Linked DNA regions of Sus scrofa: region 1 is linked to region 2. A link is a contact called in public Hi-C data. All regions are on one chromosome and are shown on one strand. The core of a region is the stretch at or near the end of the contact, and the rest is flanking DNA. Distances in the headings are between cores, read along the strand shown.

Region 1 (3,365 bases), core at 56-2,555, 180 kb before region 2:
TAGGTCACAGACACAGATTGGATCCTGAGTTGGTGTGTCTGTGGTGTAGACTGGCAGCTGCAGCTCTGATTCAACCCCTAGCCTAGGAACTTCCATATGCCGCGGGTGTGGCCCTAAAAACCAAAAAAAAAAAAAAAAAAAAAAAAGAGGAAGAAAAGAAAGAAACCAAACGATGACATAGTCCCTGGTGGTGAAGCAGATTAAGGACCCAGTGTCATCACTACAGCGGCTTGGGTCACTGCTGTGGCTCGGGTTTGATCCCTGGCCTAGAAACATCCATGTGCCGCAGAATGGCCAAAAAGAAAAAGAAAAAGGAAAAGAAAAGAAAAAGGAAAAAAACAAAGGAAAAGAGAAAAGAAAAAGAAACCAGACAATGAGAGCCGGCTCCCTCTGGGTGGGTGCTGCACACCCTGCTTGGGTCACCCTTTTCCTCCTCTGCCTCATCCTCCGGGGCAGGTGTTATCGTCCTTATTTTTTCAGATGTGGAGGCTGAAGCTCAGGCTCAGCTCTTTGCTTGACGTTATAGCAAGAAGGGGCGGGAGCGGAGGCTTCCACCCAGGGCGAGTTCCAGAGACAGCCTTCTTCCAATTCTTCCATGACGCGTGTTACTGGGTGCTTACTATGGGCTAGATCCCCTTCTAAGCTCTTAACTGGTGACGACTCAGTTAAGCCTCATGACACCCCTAGGAGGAGGGACTATTATCTCCAACTCACAGAGGAAACGAAGGCCCAGAGAACTTAAGTAACTTGCCTGACGTCGCACAGCTAGTGAGTGGCAGAGACGGGATCCAGCCCGCAGCCTGGCTCCAGGGTCTGCATGCCAGACCCCCGTGAGCTCCAGCCTCCTCAGCAGTCAGCACAACCAACACCTCCTGAGTGCCCATGGCGGGCCAGCGTGGCAGGAAGGCCTTGACATAACGGGCTCTGTGTCCTTGCACCCAAGCAGCTTTCCTCGAGGGGCATGAGGCCTTGACAGAGACATGCCAAGGGTCGTGGCTAGCGGGCATCTCCAGGTTTACGTCTCACAACTGTAGCAGTTCCTTTTTGGAGATCTGCACAAGGCCCAGGCCTCCAGGCTGTCAGGTGAGGCTGAGAAACACCAAGAGCCTGCCTTTGGCGTTATCTCCTCAGATAGAAGAGAAATCCACCGTCACGTGGGATCGAACAGAGCCAAGCCTTTGATACTGTCCAGCCCTGGCTGCGGGGCGAGGCCGTGGCTGGAGCCGAGGCTGACCGTGGTGCAGCTCCCCAGCGACGGGGAGATGCAGGGCCCCCCCCGCCCGAGGCCCAGTCTTCCGCAGGCAGCCAGGAGCCGTGGTCCAGCCATCTGTTCACTGTCTTCAGTCCTGCTGGGCAGCGTTGGGGCCGGGCTGAGGATGGGGAGCTGCTGGGGCCAGGGACGGGTTTCTGCATCTGTCCCCCTGGGGTTCTCCAGGCCAGGCTCCCGGTGCATGCATGGTCAGTTAAGGATGCGAACTTCGGAGCCAGGCAGAGTGGGAATCACACTGTGGTCCCCGGGCCGGTTCCTGGATCCCATGCCCGTGATACTTTATCCATCATGGGGCTAAGACAGTCTCTGCCCATGGGGCTCTGGGGGGCGGTTCAAGGCAATCATCTCCAAAATACAGGGTCTGGCACATGGCCACTGCTCCGGAAATGTTAGCTATTAATTTAAGATTCTAAATCCCACATCAGCTGTTAACTCTTTCCGCCTCCTTCTGCCCTTCCTCCAACCTCCACCCCATCAGTCTCTCCCTTCTCTGGGCTCATCCAGGATTTTCTCTGTGTCTCTGCTATGACTCTTACCACGCCTAGTGCCAGCTGCGTCTGTCTACCCACCCCCCCACCCCCGAGACTGTGAACTCTTAGCTGAGGGCTGAGCCCTGCCCAGGTGCCCGCACAGAGGGCTGTCAGTGTTGGCTGGAGCAACGGGATCCTGTTCCGCTTTCTGACACCACAGCCTCCTCCCTGCACTTCGGTCCCACAGGCCGACACGGGAGGCCTGGGGGATGTGTCTGGGATCCCAGGAGACTGTTTTCCTGTGAACACCCTCTTCGCTGCCACGTGGGCCTCCAGCCAGCGGGGGCACCCAGGGAAGAGACAGACAGGCGCTCAAACCCTGACCCAGGTTTCAGGCGGGTCAGCAAGACACACGTGGACTCTTTCCTTAGCCTTCCGGAGGCTCAGCCTCCCTGAGGTCTCTGTGTCGCAGCAGCTTCTTAAATTAGCCCCTGCTTTTATTTTTCCTTCAATTTAGTGCTGCTCAAAGTCTTAACATGCATACAAACCCCCTAGAGATCTCCTGGAGCTGGGGCCGAGGCGCTGCCTTTCTAATAAACACCCAGGAGAGGCAGGTGCAACTGGGCCTCATTCAACACATAACAAGACAGCGCTCTGCCGCCAGGATCCTCTTCCCAGAGCATAACTCTGACCAGGTCACTTTCATGGATGCGAGCTGATCTTTAACCCAAAGACGGGAGAATGGCAGACCGGCACGAAAGATGCTCAGAGACATTAGTCATTAGGGCAATGCCGATGACAGCCACAGAGGGACTCCCCTCCACACCTCTGAGTGATGGCTAAAACACAAAACACAACCCGAAGTGCTGGTGAGGAGGCAGAGTAATGGAACTTCTGTACACGGCTGGGGAGAACGCGACATCTTTCAGCTGCTTGGGAAAGGGGGCTGGCAGTGTTTTATTTTTAATAAAGTGAAGCATACACTTATAAACATTTATTGGAACTAGGCATCTTACTCTCATATGCTTAGAAATCTGCCCAAGTGAACTGAAAACCTGTTAATACAAAACCCTGTGCGTCAATATTGTTCGTGGGTTTATTTTCTAAAGGCCCGAAACTGAAAGAACCCAAGTGACCTTCAGGAGGTGAAAAAGTGAGCAAACCGTGCTATAGCCACACAATGGATCCCCACCGAGCAAAGGAGGAACAGACTGTGGCACACACACAAACGTGGAACATTCTGGAAAAGGCAGAAGTACGGGGATAGGCAACACATGATGGACCGGGTACTAGGCCGGAAACACCGCCCCTGCCCTCGGTCCCCCATCACGTCATGGTGTCCCAGCTTCATTCTAACACTTCCTGGTGTCATTTGTTACCTACCTACTGATCATCTCCTGTCACCCTGGAATGTCAGCTCCATGAACGCGGGGCCTCACCTGCTACCTGCCCCGCTGTAGCCTAGAGAACGGAGTCTGCCCTCTATACGCAGCAGCTGAACAAATGAATGCGAGATTACATGGTAGCTTTTGTGGCCTTGGTTACTCTTCCTTAGCACCTGCATTGCCCTCTAGACTCTCAAAAGCTAAATCCCATAAATGACCCTAAATCCCCTCAGGGACCCA
Region 2 (3,804 bases), core at 77-2,576:
TGAAGGGTTATTCCAAATGCCAAGTCCTACGCCTCCCATCTCTGGGCACGTGGCCCGTGAATAAAGCCTGTGCCTTAGCCTGGTACACAAGGCCTTTCTTTTTTTTTTTTTTTTTTGGTCTTTTTGCCTTTTCTAGGGCCACTTCCATGGCATATGGAGGTTCTCAGGCCAGGGGTCTACTTGGAGCTGCAGCTGCCGGCCTTTGCCACAGCCATAGCAACACAGGATCTGAGCCGCGTCTAAAACCTACACCACAGCTCACAGCAATGCTGGATCCCCAACCCACTGAGCAAGGCCAGGGATCGAACCCGCAACCCCATGGTTCCTAGTCAGACTCGTCAACCACTGTGCCACGACGGGAACTCCCACAAGGCCTTTCTTGATCATCCTGTCTCTTGGCCTCAGCCCTCCCGCCTCCAGCAAAGCCCAAGTGGCTTAAAGGTTTCAACTCCATGTCTTCATCCAAGCTTGTTTCCTTTTTCCCAAAGCCTTTCCTGCTCTTTCTCCACGCCTATAACCAACACCCCTTCCTCTGTCCCCTGTAACGTCTCTGCCCCCTCTGCTGTCGCATTTTCTGCACTGTAACCACCAGTGCACATGTCTGTCTTTGCCAGTCCAGTGTGAGCTCCTTGGGAGCTCTGGGTCACTCTCTCTGTATCCTCAAGCACCCACCAGAGCGCCCCACCTGCACGAGATGCTCAAAAAATCATTGAGCTTTAAAAAAAAAAAAAATGCCCCCTTTCTGATTGGTGATTAGGGACCTGGATTTGGTTGTGAGGAGCTAACGTGGGAGACAGACTGGACAGTAATGGGATGTCCATTAGCTGAACTGATAGAGGGCCATCCAGAAACAAGAAGGAAGTGGCGACACTTAAACCTCACACACCTCTGTAAGCTTGGTATTGTCCCCATCGCGCCCTGGAGACAGAACACCATGGCATATTCTCAACCACAGCCTTCCAGATGAAAGCCGATCAAAGGCCTGAATGCACTCCAGTTGGTTCCTCCTGACGTCTACACAAGACAAGTCCCTCCAGGATGACAGCCCGAGTTGCAAATGCAAACACAGGTCACAAGCAGGCACTCCTGCCGCCGCACTGCGGTCCTATAAGCAGACAGCCTGCCCGGTGTGCCAAGTCTATTTCAGAACTCAGGGAAATTATCTAGGCTGATAACAGTCAGCTGGTCTGAAACGAAGTGTGTGCCTTCTCAAAGAGTCACTGCCACCCTCCGCACCGCCCTCCCGTGCCCAGCTGCTCTCTGAGGGGAAGGCAGAAGGTACCGGACACAGGGGTCCCTGGAGTCCCCGAGCGGGTCCCCCGCCACCCTCCTGCCCTCACCAGCCGCAGTCAGACGCCGGATGTAGTCCCCACCGCAGAGCTCCAGGAATCGTCCCCTGCTCCTCCTTGGCTCCGGGATGAGCAGGGGCGACTGCTCCCACACCAGGAGGCCCTCCTGACCTGCCTCACAGCCTCCTGCCACGAATTCGTCTTTGTCACAAATTAAGCACAAACAAAAACACTTTTCACTTTCATTTCTGTATGTAGGTGCGAAGCTCTGACAGGGCTGGAGAGCTGCCCAAAGCACACCTGCACAGGGCTGGCAATCTGCCTTATATGCCACCAGCACCCACCAGGGTCTCCCATAAGGCCCCACATCCCTCATCTCCACACTGGGCGAGAGCACAAACTCACTGGTAACTAACCAGAGCATCAGGTCTTCCCCAAAGAGGGAGAGAAGCAGAGAGGGGCTGCCCCAGCTGAAGACACGTGCTCTTTGCCTTAAGAGTCTCTGTTCTCTGTCCTACCAGGGTCCAAGACAGGACACAGCCCACTTCACGAGCTGCAGCACCAGCCATGAGTTAGGAGGCAGGGTCCAAGGTCAAAGGAGAGAGAGCAAGGCACAGAGCACACTCTGATCAGGTGAAACAACAGCCACACTTCACAGAGCCCCCCTGGGGCGGGTGTTACACACCCTCAGTACAGGGAGCCCTGGACCCTCAGACACAGCATAGGGCTGGGCTTTGAGGCTCCTTAGGGCATTCTTCTCCTCCAAGTTTAAAAAAGAAAAAAGCCGTAATAACATGTGATTAATACATCCTCGAGCCAAAAAGGTGAAGCCAAAGACGAAAGAGAAGAAGGAGAAGAAAGGGAAAGGGGGGAAGATGAGCAAGGAGAAGACGAGGAAAAGGAAGGAAAGCAAAAGGAAGGGGAGGGGAAATCAGGAACTAGCCCCCCACCCTCCAAGGGTAGAGAAGAAAGGGTGCCTTCACCAGTTCAACACACAATGTCCATCTGGTCTAGGAAGTCATAAACACACACACACACAGCTCCCGTTAAGTGCTCGCTCTAGGCCGGGCAGTGCTAGGTGCTGTGTATCCTTCCAACAGCCCCACAAGATGATGTCTCAACCCCATTTTAAAGCACAGGACAGCAACTTCAATGAACTTGATTCTTCCTAGGTTCCCCCAGTCACCCAAGGCCTCAGACTCAGATCTGGATCTCTGTAAGGTGAAATTTTTCGTTAAAAAATGCTGGCCCCAGATGGACTCACTGGTGAATTCCACCTAACATTTAAGGAAGAAATTACACCCACCCTCTTCACCCTCTTTCATGAGACAGCAGCAGCACAGGGAATCCTTCTTAACTTATTCTACCTCATTACCCTAGTACCAAAAGCAGACAAAGACACTCTAAGAAAACCAGAGACCAATATCTCTCATGAACACAGATGCAAAAATCCTCAACGAAATATCAGCAAACTTAATCCAACAATGTAGACAAGCAATCACACCACAATCAACTGGGATTTACTCCAAGTATGCAACATTTTTGACTTGAAAATCAATCACTGTAATCCATCTCACCACCTGACTAAAAGAAGAAAAGCGAGAAGAAAAATCATATCAACATGTCAATAGAAGCAGAAAAGGCATTTTACAAAATCTAAACAGTTATTCATGATAAAACCTCTTAGCAAATTAGGAATAGATGGGAACTTCCTTAACCAGATAAAGGATGTGTACAAAAAAATCCCACAGCTAACGTCATACTTAATGGTGAGAAACTAAAAGTTTTCTCACTAAGATCAACAAGATAAGGACACCCCCTCTTACCACTTCTTTTCAACACTGTTCTGGAAGTTCTAGCTAATGCTTGCCGCGAGGTATGGCAATGTGACCAAATTCTGGCTAATAAGATATAACCGGAGGTGATATATGAAATTTCTAAGAAGTTTCTTAAGGAAGGAAGGAGTTGTGTTCTTTTGCCCTTTCCTCCTTCCTGCTGGCTGGAATACAGTTGCGATGGATAGAGCTCAAGCAGCCATCCTGGACCACAGAGGGAAGCAATATGCTGCTGAGTCAGGCAAAGCCATTAGACAAAAGTTGCCTGGGTCACTGATGAACACAGAGCTGTTGGATCAGCTCTGTACTGTTTGATATATACATATGTATCAGAAACACCTGTAACTTTTCTCTTGTTCAAGCCAATATTATTTGGGGTTTTCTGACATTTGCAACTTAACCTACCCAGTTAAAACTCCAACTTTGTTCTACTTCATCAAAAGTGCCAACCGTCTTCCCACCAGCGCCTGCACATACAAAGTTTCCTTTGGCAGCCACCACTCCCACCACTCCCGGTGTAACGAACTCCTCCTCAATCTCAGATCTCTCAGGGACGCTTCTCTGACTGCACCCCGTGTGATTATACTTATATAATCATTTGTGCAATCATCTGCTTCACATCTGCATGCACCCAAATACTGCCAACACCACCCAAGAATGAAACCCAATCACTCTGTTTA

The links. Hi-C and Micro-C count contacts between places; a contact is called where the count stands out from the background.
Region 1: a contact with region 2 is called in a Hi-C map of fetal heart ventricle, with 3 times the contacts expected there. A contact is called at or near these places in 1 of 47 Hi-C or Micro-C datasets (fetal heart ventricle) and 1 of 2 datasets of targeted methods (alveolar macrophages).

The regions. Positions count from the first base shown.
Region 1 is chr4:125,369,136-125,372,500 of Sscrofa11.1, reverse strand. No RefSeq gene overlaps it. Among named protein-coding and RNA genes, the nearest start is that of CDC7, 89 kb to the left of the region's middle.
Region 2 is chr4:125,190,468-125,194,271 of Sscrofa11.1, reverse strand. All of the region lies in intron 1 of TGFBR3 (transforming growth factor, beta receptor III), which reads right to left. Among named protein-coding and RNA genes, the nearest start is that of TGFBR3, 55 kb to the right of the region's middle.